Regions from separate parts of the Rattus norvegicus genome. Here region 1 is linked to region 2. Evidence: chromatin contacts called from public Hi-C data. All regions are on one chromosome and are shown on one strand. The core of a region is the stretch at or near the end of the contact, and the rest is flanking DNA. Distances in the headings are between cores, read along the strand shown.

The links. A called contact is a pair of places that touch in the nucleus more often than the background predicts.
Region 1: a Hi-C map of Schwann cells shows a contact between it and region 2, with 1.6 times the contacts expected there. The contact joins the promoter of Azin2 here to the enhancer-like site in region 2. A contact is called at or near these places in 2 of 12 Hi-C or Micro-C datasets (Schwann cells and liver).

Annotation. Positions count from the first base shown.
Region 1 is chr5:146,592,783-146,597,006 of GRCr8, reverse strand. It overlaps Azin2 (antizyme inhibitor 2), which reads left to right and starts at 2,230. Exons shown (of 11, transcript NM_001014261.3): 1 at 2,230-2,355; 2 at 2,453-2,573; 3 at 3,099-3,295. The coding sequence starts at 3,191.
Region 2 is chr5:146,558,145-146,562,317 of GRCr8, reverse strand. No RefSeq gene overlaps it. Among named protein-coding and RNA genes, the nearest start is that of Azin2, 35 kb to the left of the region's middle. Within about 2 kb of position 1,362, at least 32 of the 93 cell types and tissues checked have an H3K27ac peak or open chromatin away from gene starts, as enhancers often do. A contact at or near this core is called in Schwann cells and liver, where this site is marked.

The DNA of each region.
Region 1 (4,224 bases), core at 981-3,480, 34 kb before region 2:
TCTTTCTCTCTTCTTTCTTTCTCTCTTCTTTCTTTCTTTCTCTCTTCTTTCTTTCTTCTTTTTTTCTCTTCTTTCTTTCTCTCTTCTTTCTTTCTTCTTTCTTTCTTTCTTTCTTTCTTTCTTTCTTTCTTTCTTCCTTTCTTTCGACAAGGTCTCCTGTAGCCCAGGCTGGCTCTGAACACTCCTGGTAGCCAAGGATGACCTTACACTTCTTCTTTTTTTTTTTTGGTTCTTTTTTTCGGAGCTGGGGACCGAACCCAGGGCCTTGCGCTTCCTAGGTAAGCGCTCTACCACTGAGCTAAATCCCCAGCCCCAACCTTACACTTCTGATCCTCCTGTCTCCACTCCTACTCCTGAATGCTCTGATTACAGGCAAGTACCAACATATCCTGTTTATTTGGTGCTAGAATGCACTGTTAACTGAGCTACATCCTCAGCCCCAGACATACTTCAAACAATAATTAAAAGGCAGTTAAGATTATCTGTAATTAAGATTATCTGTAGATTTCTACCAAATAAAACTTGACAAGTCAGTAGCATTTGTGAGGTACTTATTTTATGCCAAGGGTTTTTCTTCCTTCTTTATTTTATTTTTTTTTAAGATTTATTTATTTATTATATATAAGTACACTGTAGCTGTCTTCAGACTCACCAGAAGAGGGCATCAGATCCCATTACAGATCCATGTGGTTGCTGGGATTTGAACTCAGGACCTCTGGAGAAGCAGTCAGTGCTCCTAACCACTGAGCCATCTCTCCAGCCCCCTTCTTTAAAAAAAAAAAGACTTGCTTTATATGTATGAATGTTTCACTTACATGCATGTGTGCGCCACATTTGTGCTTGGTGACCAGGGAAGCCAGGAGAGGGCATTGGATACCCTAGAACTGAAGTTAGATGGAGTTCACATGTGGGAAGTAGGAATTGAACCTGGTCCTTTGCAAGACCAACAAGTGCTCTTAACCTCTGACCCATCTCTACAACCCTATCAAGGGTTTTCTTAAAATTTGTAAAATTTTTTTTTTCTTTTTTGAGACAGAATTTCTCTGTGGAATCCTGGCAGTAGATCTCCTGTAGAACAGGCTGGCTTTGAACTAAGATTTGCTGGGATTAAAGGCATGTGCCATCACATCCGGCTTAAAACTTGTAAATTCTTAATGTAGTGTACATAACACATATAACAGGACATTAATCATATGTGTATAATTCGAGGAACACACACACACACACACACACACACACACACACACACCTTTAACCAATACCAAACACCCCAAAAAGTTCTACTATGTCCCTTCCCAATCAGTAGCCACAGGCTCAGAGACAAGCAGCATTCTGACTTCTACCGGGAGAACTCTTGAATTAGCTTCTGAGCATCACCGTGTGCACGCTAAGCGCTCTAAGGAGTCCTGCTCTCAGTCTGTGCTTGGAGTGCACAAATCTGAGATGTTTTATCAGGCAAAAAAGTGAAAAGTAGAGGCAGGAATCTCAGCATCCGATATTAAGGCTCAAAAGATGGAGGAAGGGGTCAGACAGAGACAAGAACTCTGAGTCCCATTGCGTTTCGTGGCCAGGGAAGGCTCGACAGAGGAAGACATTACACTGGACTCTGATGGATGAGCAGGAATTTGTGTATAGAAAAGGAGACATGCTTTGAGTCGAAGCCACATTTCACCTGAGTCTGGTGGATTCTGAGAATGAAGAAGGGAGGCATCGCCCCGAGCTTGTGAAGCCTCAAAACCCCTCTCTGAACACATATGAGCTGCCATTTGAGTTGGGAGTTTAAGATGCCTAGGAGAGGCGATAAAGTAAAAGGTCATATTACAAAATAGGACAGCGAGAGGCTTGGGCTCCAAGGAAGAAGCCAGAACTTCACCAGGGGAGGAGCAGGGAACCATCGACTTCAGGCAGGGACAGAAAAGTTTTCCAGAGTCAATTTTTGAGATTCAGGACTCAAGATCCGCGGCTCCGACTACGTAGTCGCCTAGGATTCGAAGGATTTCCCCGCGTGGACCTCTGCGGACACCAGCCAGGCAGCTTGTCTAGCTGCGCAGCTTTGCGGAGTAGCCTCGCAGCGCTGAATGCTTTATGCCCGAATCGACCAATGGGCTGGCGGCACCCGGTTGCCCTGGCTACGGAGCGGACAGGGGCGGGGCCGGAGCACCGGGGCGGGGCTAGGGCGGGGCTTATATAAGCGAGCGGCGGGCGCAAGGCGGGGCGTGGGGTCGGTGGCTGCTGGGCGCGCGGGGCGCAGGCCGCGGGGCCGGAGCCGGGGGGAGCGAGCGAGCGGAGGCGCCGAGGATCCGATTCACTCGCTGGGGAGACCTATGGGCCGAAGCCGTGTAAATGCGTTTTAAGGCGAGTGCAGGAGATGGCTGGGGGGAGCCTTGGGGAGCGGGTGCCCACTAGGCTTTGGGCGCTGACCTGTCCCCTGGTCCCCCTTGCCTCCTCTCAGCAGGGGCCTCGGCTCCGCAACTGCCACTCCTCCTCGGGGTGTTGCACAAGTTTCGAGGTCACCGGCGACCCCCCCTAGCAGCGCGCCTGGCTCTGGCCCCCGCGAAGGAGGACGGGGCTTGGTAAGGAGGCCTGGGGCTGGGGTGCGGGACCCCTGCCCTGCACTCGAGGGAGCGGTCCCGTGGACAGAACCACCGGTGGCTCTTAGAGCATTCTTAGCGTGTCAGAACCAGCCTTTTATAAATGGGGAAACTGACCCAAGGTCATGAAGCAGAGAGCAGACTCGAACTTAATAAGCTCACGGGTTTTGGCCCTTTAGGTAGTCGTGGTCCGGACTGGAGGATTCCTTCAGAAGGAAGGCGACATCCTCACCTAGGTTTCTCAGATCTGTCCACCACACTTTCTTTTCCTTCCAATCCCAAATTTCAGAACTGGAAAAGAACTCCAAAGCAATCCAATTTAACCGATGGGGATAATTGAGGCTCTAGCAGAGACATCATCACCGTTCCCAGCGAACCTCAGCTTCTCAGGCTTGTGCTTGGGGGTGGGGTGGGGTGCAGAGCATGACCGTGTAGGGAAGCTAGGCCCGGGGAGGTGAGGGTGCAGCCTGCTCCCCAGCGGTCTCCTCCATCTCCCTCTCCCCACAGTGTGTTGCATACTTTCTAAGGCGGTGGCCAAGGCAGCCAGCGGTGCTCCAAGGCAGCAGTTTCATCCAGCCCCTGGGCTCCCCCTGCTCAGCATGGCTGGCTACCTCAGTGAATCGGACTTTGTGATGGTGGAGGAGGGCTTCAGCACCCGGGATCTGCTGGAGGAACTCACTCTGGGGGCCTCCCAGGCCACCACGGTGAGGGGATGGAAATGGGTGTGGGTTGATTGCCTGTCCTCTCTCTGTAGGAGACCCCTCGTTCTCTCATTTGGTTTTGGTATTTACTTGATATTTTCTAGACTGCCCCCTTTATCCCCAATTCTTGGTCCTTGCCCGACACCTGCCCTCCCTGTGTTCTCTGCCTTGAGAAAAGAACAGCATCACCACAGTCGCAGCACTCGAGGTGGGAACTTAGGAGTTCCGGCCTTCTGCTCTCTCCCCTCCTACAGGCAGGCGTACCCAGCTCTGTGAAGCTCACCTGTAAGGCTCTCGGAACTTCACCGGAGAATCTCCGCTTGTAGTTGGTCCTTTCTCTCCCAAGCCCCCGGGACCTTCTCCTGGTTCTCTCACGTCCCGCAACTCTCCTCCAAAACAGAATCCTACAACAGCTCCCCACTGCTCTGTACCCACAGCCACACTTCTGGCTCCATACTCCCAGGCTTGTGCTCTGAGAGTTGCGGCGTGTGTGAGGCTGTTTCGCTGTGCCTTTGCAGGGCTGTGCCCTCGGGGCACTTCCTCTCCTTTACCTGTCTTCCGTGTTCCCTCCCACCACCGTTCCCCTTTTCCAGATTTGCTTCTGGCTAGTTCTGTAATCTCTGCCTCCGTGGCCACTAACCTATTTTGTAGAGAGTCCCATCTGGCATTTATTAAAGGGAAGTGTAATTAGGTAAGGGCTACTCTCTTCAGTTCCAAGCCCTTTCCAGGTTTTTGGCCTTTCCTCTCTCTTAATTATTATGTTGGACACCAAGTGGGTATTTATTAAAAGAAAAAAAAGTTGCATGGGAAAACGAGTCCCAGGGAGGGTTTACCTCAGTCTCATCCATGTCTGTGAAGACCAGGCAAATGGGATAGGCACCTGTGTGACAGCGGCAGTGGGCTGTGAGCCACGGTATTTGCCTTTTGTGGAG
Region 2 (4,173 bases), core at 113-2,612:
AAAAGTGTTCTGAAACACGAGTCCTATTTTTTAGTGATTTCCCACATTCTGCTGAAAATCCTTTAGTTGATTCCCACTGAGATGCCAATAAACGGTAGAGTACGCTTTCTCTGTCCAGCCTCCTCTCAGCCTTCCGTTTATATTTCAGTTCCTTTTTCTTAAAAAAATTTTTTTATTTATATGAGTACACCGTATCTGTCTTCAGACATGCCAGAAGAGGGCATCAGATCCCATTACAGACGTTTGTCAGCCACCATGTGGTTGCTGGGATTTGAACTCAGGACCTCTGGAAGAGCGGTCAGTGCTCTTAACCGCTGAGCCGTCTCTCCTGCCCCATATTTCAGTTCTTAGTGTCATTGGAATACACTCATCTTAAAAGAGAGGACCTTTGGGCTGGGGATTTAGCTCAGTGGTAGAGCGCTTACCTAGGAAGCGCAAGGCCCTGGGTTCGGTCCCCAGCTCCGGGGGGAAAAAAAAAAAAAAAAAAAAAGAGAGAGAGAGGACCTTTGATCTCTTAGCTTCCAAGTAGCCTTAGATTGTGCAATCGCCATTTCGATGAGCTAGAAGCCATCCAGATAAACTCAGGGTTACAGCTGGTCACAACAGAGCTCTGAAACTTCTAGTTACTATGAGAGAGACATGCGGGCCTATATAGAAGGCCTGAGTCTGGCTTCCTAGGTAGCGTTAGAGGTAGGATTGCCAGGTAAAATACAGAACACCCAGTTAAATTTGAACGTGTGTGTGTGTGTGTGTGTGTGTGTGTGTGTGTGTGTGTGTGTGTATGCGCGCGCGCGCAATGTCTGGCATATTTCTAAGCAAAGACATTACTTCTTTATCTGCAATTCAAGTTTAACAGGGTGTCCTGCATTTTATTTGGTAACTCCGGCAACCCTACCCTAGCAAACCATTCCTTGGACTTGGGAAGTCCCTCCCTCCCTGAATGGGAACAGTGCTGAGACACTTGGCCTGGACGTCCTTAGGCCCTGCACCGCCTGCTTCTCGGGGTTCTCTTTCCACTCGGAGAAGCAGTGAGTGACTAGAGAGGTCCTTTTGTCCAGGACACTGATTTAACATTTAAAAACATAAATGAGAGTGTCAGAGCTGAAAAGCACATTTAAACTCCACTTTGTGGAATCAGAAGTGGGAGGCAGCGAATTCGGCTTCAGGGAACCGCTCAACACTGCACCCAAACCCCGCAGAGTTCCGTTTTCTTGACGTCACTTCCGTTCCCAAGAAACGTCGAGCCATGTGCTCTTGCGCCCTCTGCCGGTCGGGAGGAGGAATCGACTTTACCGACTTGACTGCGAACTGCTAACCCATAGGTGGAAAGCCAGAAATGTGCTCGGCAGCCTCTAGGCCACTAAAGGAAACTCGATCCTTCGCCGAGGGCCGGGCTTCCACGGACAACCTGGTACAGCAGCGACATGGGGCGGGGTCGACCTGGTGTCGGCCGACTCAGAAATGCCTGGGACCCAGGCCCCTCAGCAAGTGGCCCTCTGGTCCATCAGCTACCCTTGCCTTCCAGAGCCTTCCAGAGTCGAGAACCGCAAAGCAGTGTGGATGTTCTCTGCTAAGTTCCTGCAGAAAACTGGAGGTTTTGAATGAATTCTCCATTTCCAAGCGATGATACTGGGCATTTAAAAAAGAAGAATGCCGGGGCTGGGGATTTAGCTCAGTGGTAGAGCGCTTACCTAGGAAGCGCAAGGCCCTGGGTTCGGTCCCCAGCTCCGAAAAAAAGAACCAAAAAAAAAAAAAAAAAAAAAAAGAATGCCTACTGTCAGGCCTGCCTTGGCCTGCCTTTGCCCTTAATTTGCATTATTTCGTTTTACCCATGCAACCCCGTGGAGTGAATTTTATGACAAAGATTCGCACCCTCACTGCCTGTGTCGTAATCTTAATTTTACCATTTATCAGCAGCGTCTCGCAGTGTAAATTACTCTATGCCACCATTACTGTATCTGTAAAAAGGATATATAGTACCTGCTTTATATGTTGGTAAATTAACATATTTAAAACGTATGGAACGGTCCCTGGTGTGTGCTAACCATCAGTGACTACTTGAATCATTTACACTTACAAATGAGGCAACAGAATCGTAAATATGAAGTAACATGTCTAAGAACAGACAGTAACTAGAGGAACAGGTTAGGAAGCCTCTTTCTTCTGTTTCTTCCTGCATGTGCAGGCAGATGGTGATGGGCATAAGTGCTTTTATTTATTTTATTTTTTGTGTGTATTGACTTAGTATCACCCTATCACAAAAGGCTGTTCTCTAGACATTTTAATAACACTATTGGAGATGGCGAGGGTCTTGTATACACCAGACCAGGGGCGCCAGGTTTCTGTAGGAAATGGGAACAGGTGGCTCCAAAATGTACCTCTGGCTAAATCCCTGAACATTTTTTTTCCTCCATCTTTATTAACTTGAGTATTTCTTATTTACATTTCAATTGTTATTCCCTTTCCCGGTTTCCAGGCCAACATCCTCTAACCCCTCCCCCTCCCCTCTATATGGGTGTTCCCCTCCCCATCCTACCCCCCATTACCGCCCTCCCCACAACAATCCCGTTCACTGGGGGTTCAGTCTTGGCAGGAACAAGGGCTTCCCCTTCCACTGGTGCTCTTACTAGGCTATTCATTGCTACCTATGAGGTTGGAGCCCAGGGTTAGCCAGAACATGTTAAATGTTCAATCCCATGACATATTCAAGTGGAGAGAGTTTTAATTTGGTTTGCTCAGGTTTGTTTTAGAGAAAAGCAAGATCTCCAAAGGATGCCTAACTAAAAAAAAAACACAATGGCCTGTGCAGTCCAGAACAAACTTGCTAAGAGGCAGTGGCATTTCATGGGAATGGCGTGTGACAGGAATAGTGGCATGATAGTTCCAAGTCCTTGGGAGCTTGGGGGTGGAACGGAAGGCGAGACTGGGCTGGAGGGTGGGGGCTTATTAGGAAAGAGTGTGTTCTGGCTGTACAAGTGAGTCATCAGAGTTTCTCAAGAGGGGAGAGAAGATGTCATCTGTACACTTTAGGAGGCCTGAAGAGGAGGTGTCAGGCCGTCGCTAAGATTGTTCTCAATGATCCTGCATTCCTGAATGCACATCCTGGTCCAATCCTCTCTCCTAGAGTAGGGCTTAGTGATCCCATCTCTATGACCAGAGTATGTTAGAAGCGATGGCATCAAGACTGATATTAGGTTTCATCTTGGGTACCTACGCTTGCTCGGGGGACGACACCAGCCATGTCCTGAGCTGTGTTGTGGTCAGGTCTGTATGCACAGGAACCGATGACTGACCAATGGCCAGATATGAAGTCTTGTGAGAGTCATCTGAGTGAACCGTGGTGGATCTGTCGCCAGGCTGGGCTTGGGACCATGGCAAATTAGTCTAACAGCTGACTGCAGCCATGTAAGAGGCCGATGGCACCTGTCTAAGCCGTATCCAGGCTCCTGACTCATAAAACCTGGGGTTTTATGTTTTACCTGGTTTCAGGGTAAACATTTCACACCATAGATACTTCTACTGAGATTAGAAGTACAGAGAATGGAGTAAGGTCAAGACCAGAGCAGAGATGACAAAAACTAGACAATGGTCATGGAGGTAAAAGGCAGGAGATGACCTTAGGTGCATTTAGAAAAAGAATGGAAGACATTTGTCCATGCAATTAGAGGAGAACAAAGGGAAAGACAGGAGAGAAGGGCACTAGTAACACGCGGGATGGGATCTGAAGTGTTTTCAGCATACAGGTCGCTGGACATGAGTTAGAAGGAGCTCCTCAAGTTCTGCAATTACAAGAGAGATCAGCGGAGAAGACTCAAGGATGCACAGAGGGAAGACAGCCAGAGAAGAGAGAGGGGGAAAAATAGACTAGACGCTAAGTGCTGGAGCCAACTCTCTTTCCCAGTGAGATTTGCTTACCCAAGTGTGTACGTAGTGTACCGCTCTCCCTGCTTGATCAGACCACATGTTGAGCATGTACTGACCAAGCATCTTCTGTAACAGGCACTGTTTCAGGTACTGGGGACACAAAAGTCGACACAGAAAATCCTCATCCTCATGCCATTCATCACTCGTTCTCAGGTAGAAACAATAAGATTTGATTTGTGGCCACCACTCCTGTGCTGGGTAGCAGTTTCCGTCTTGGAGGATTTTGGAATGCACGCGGATGAGCCTTTC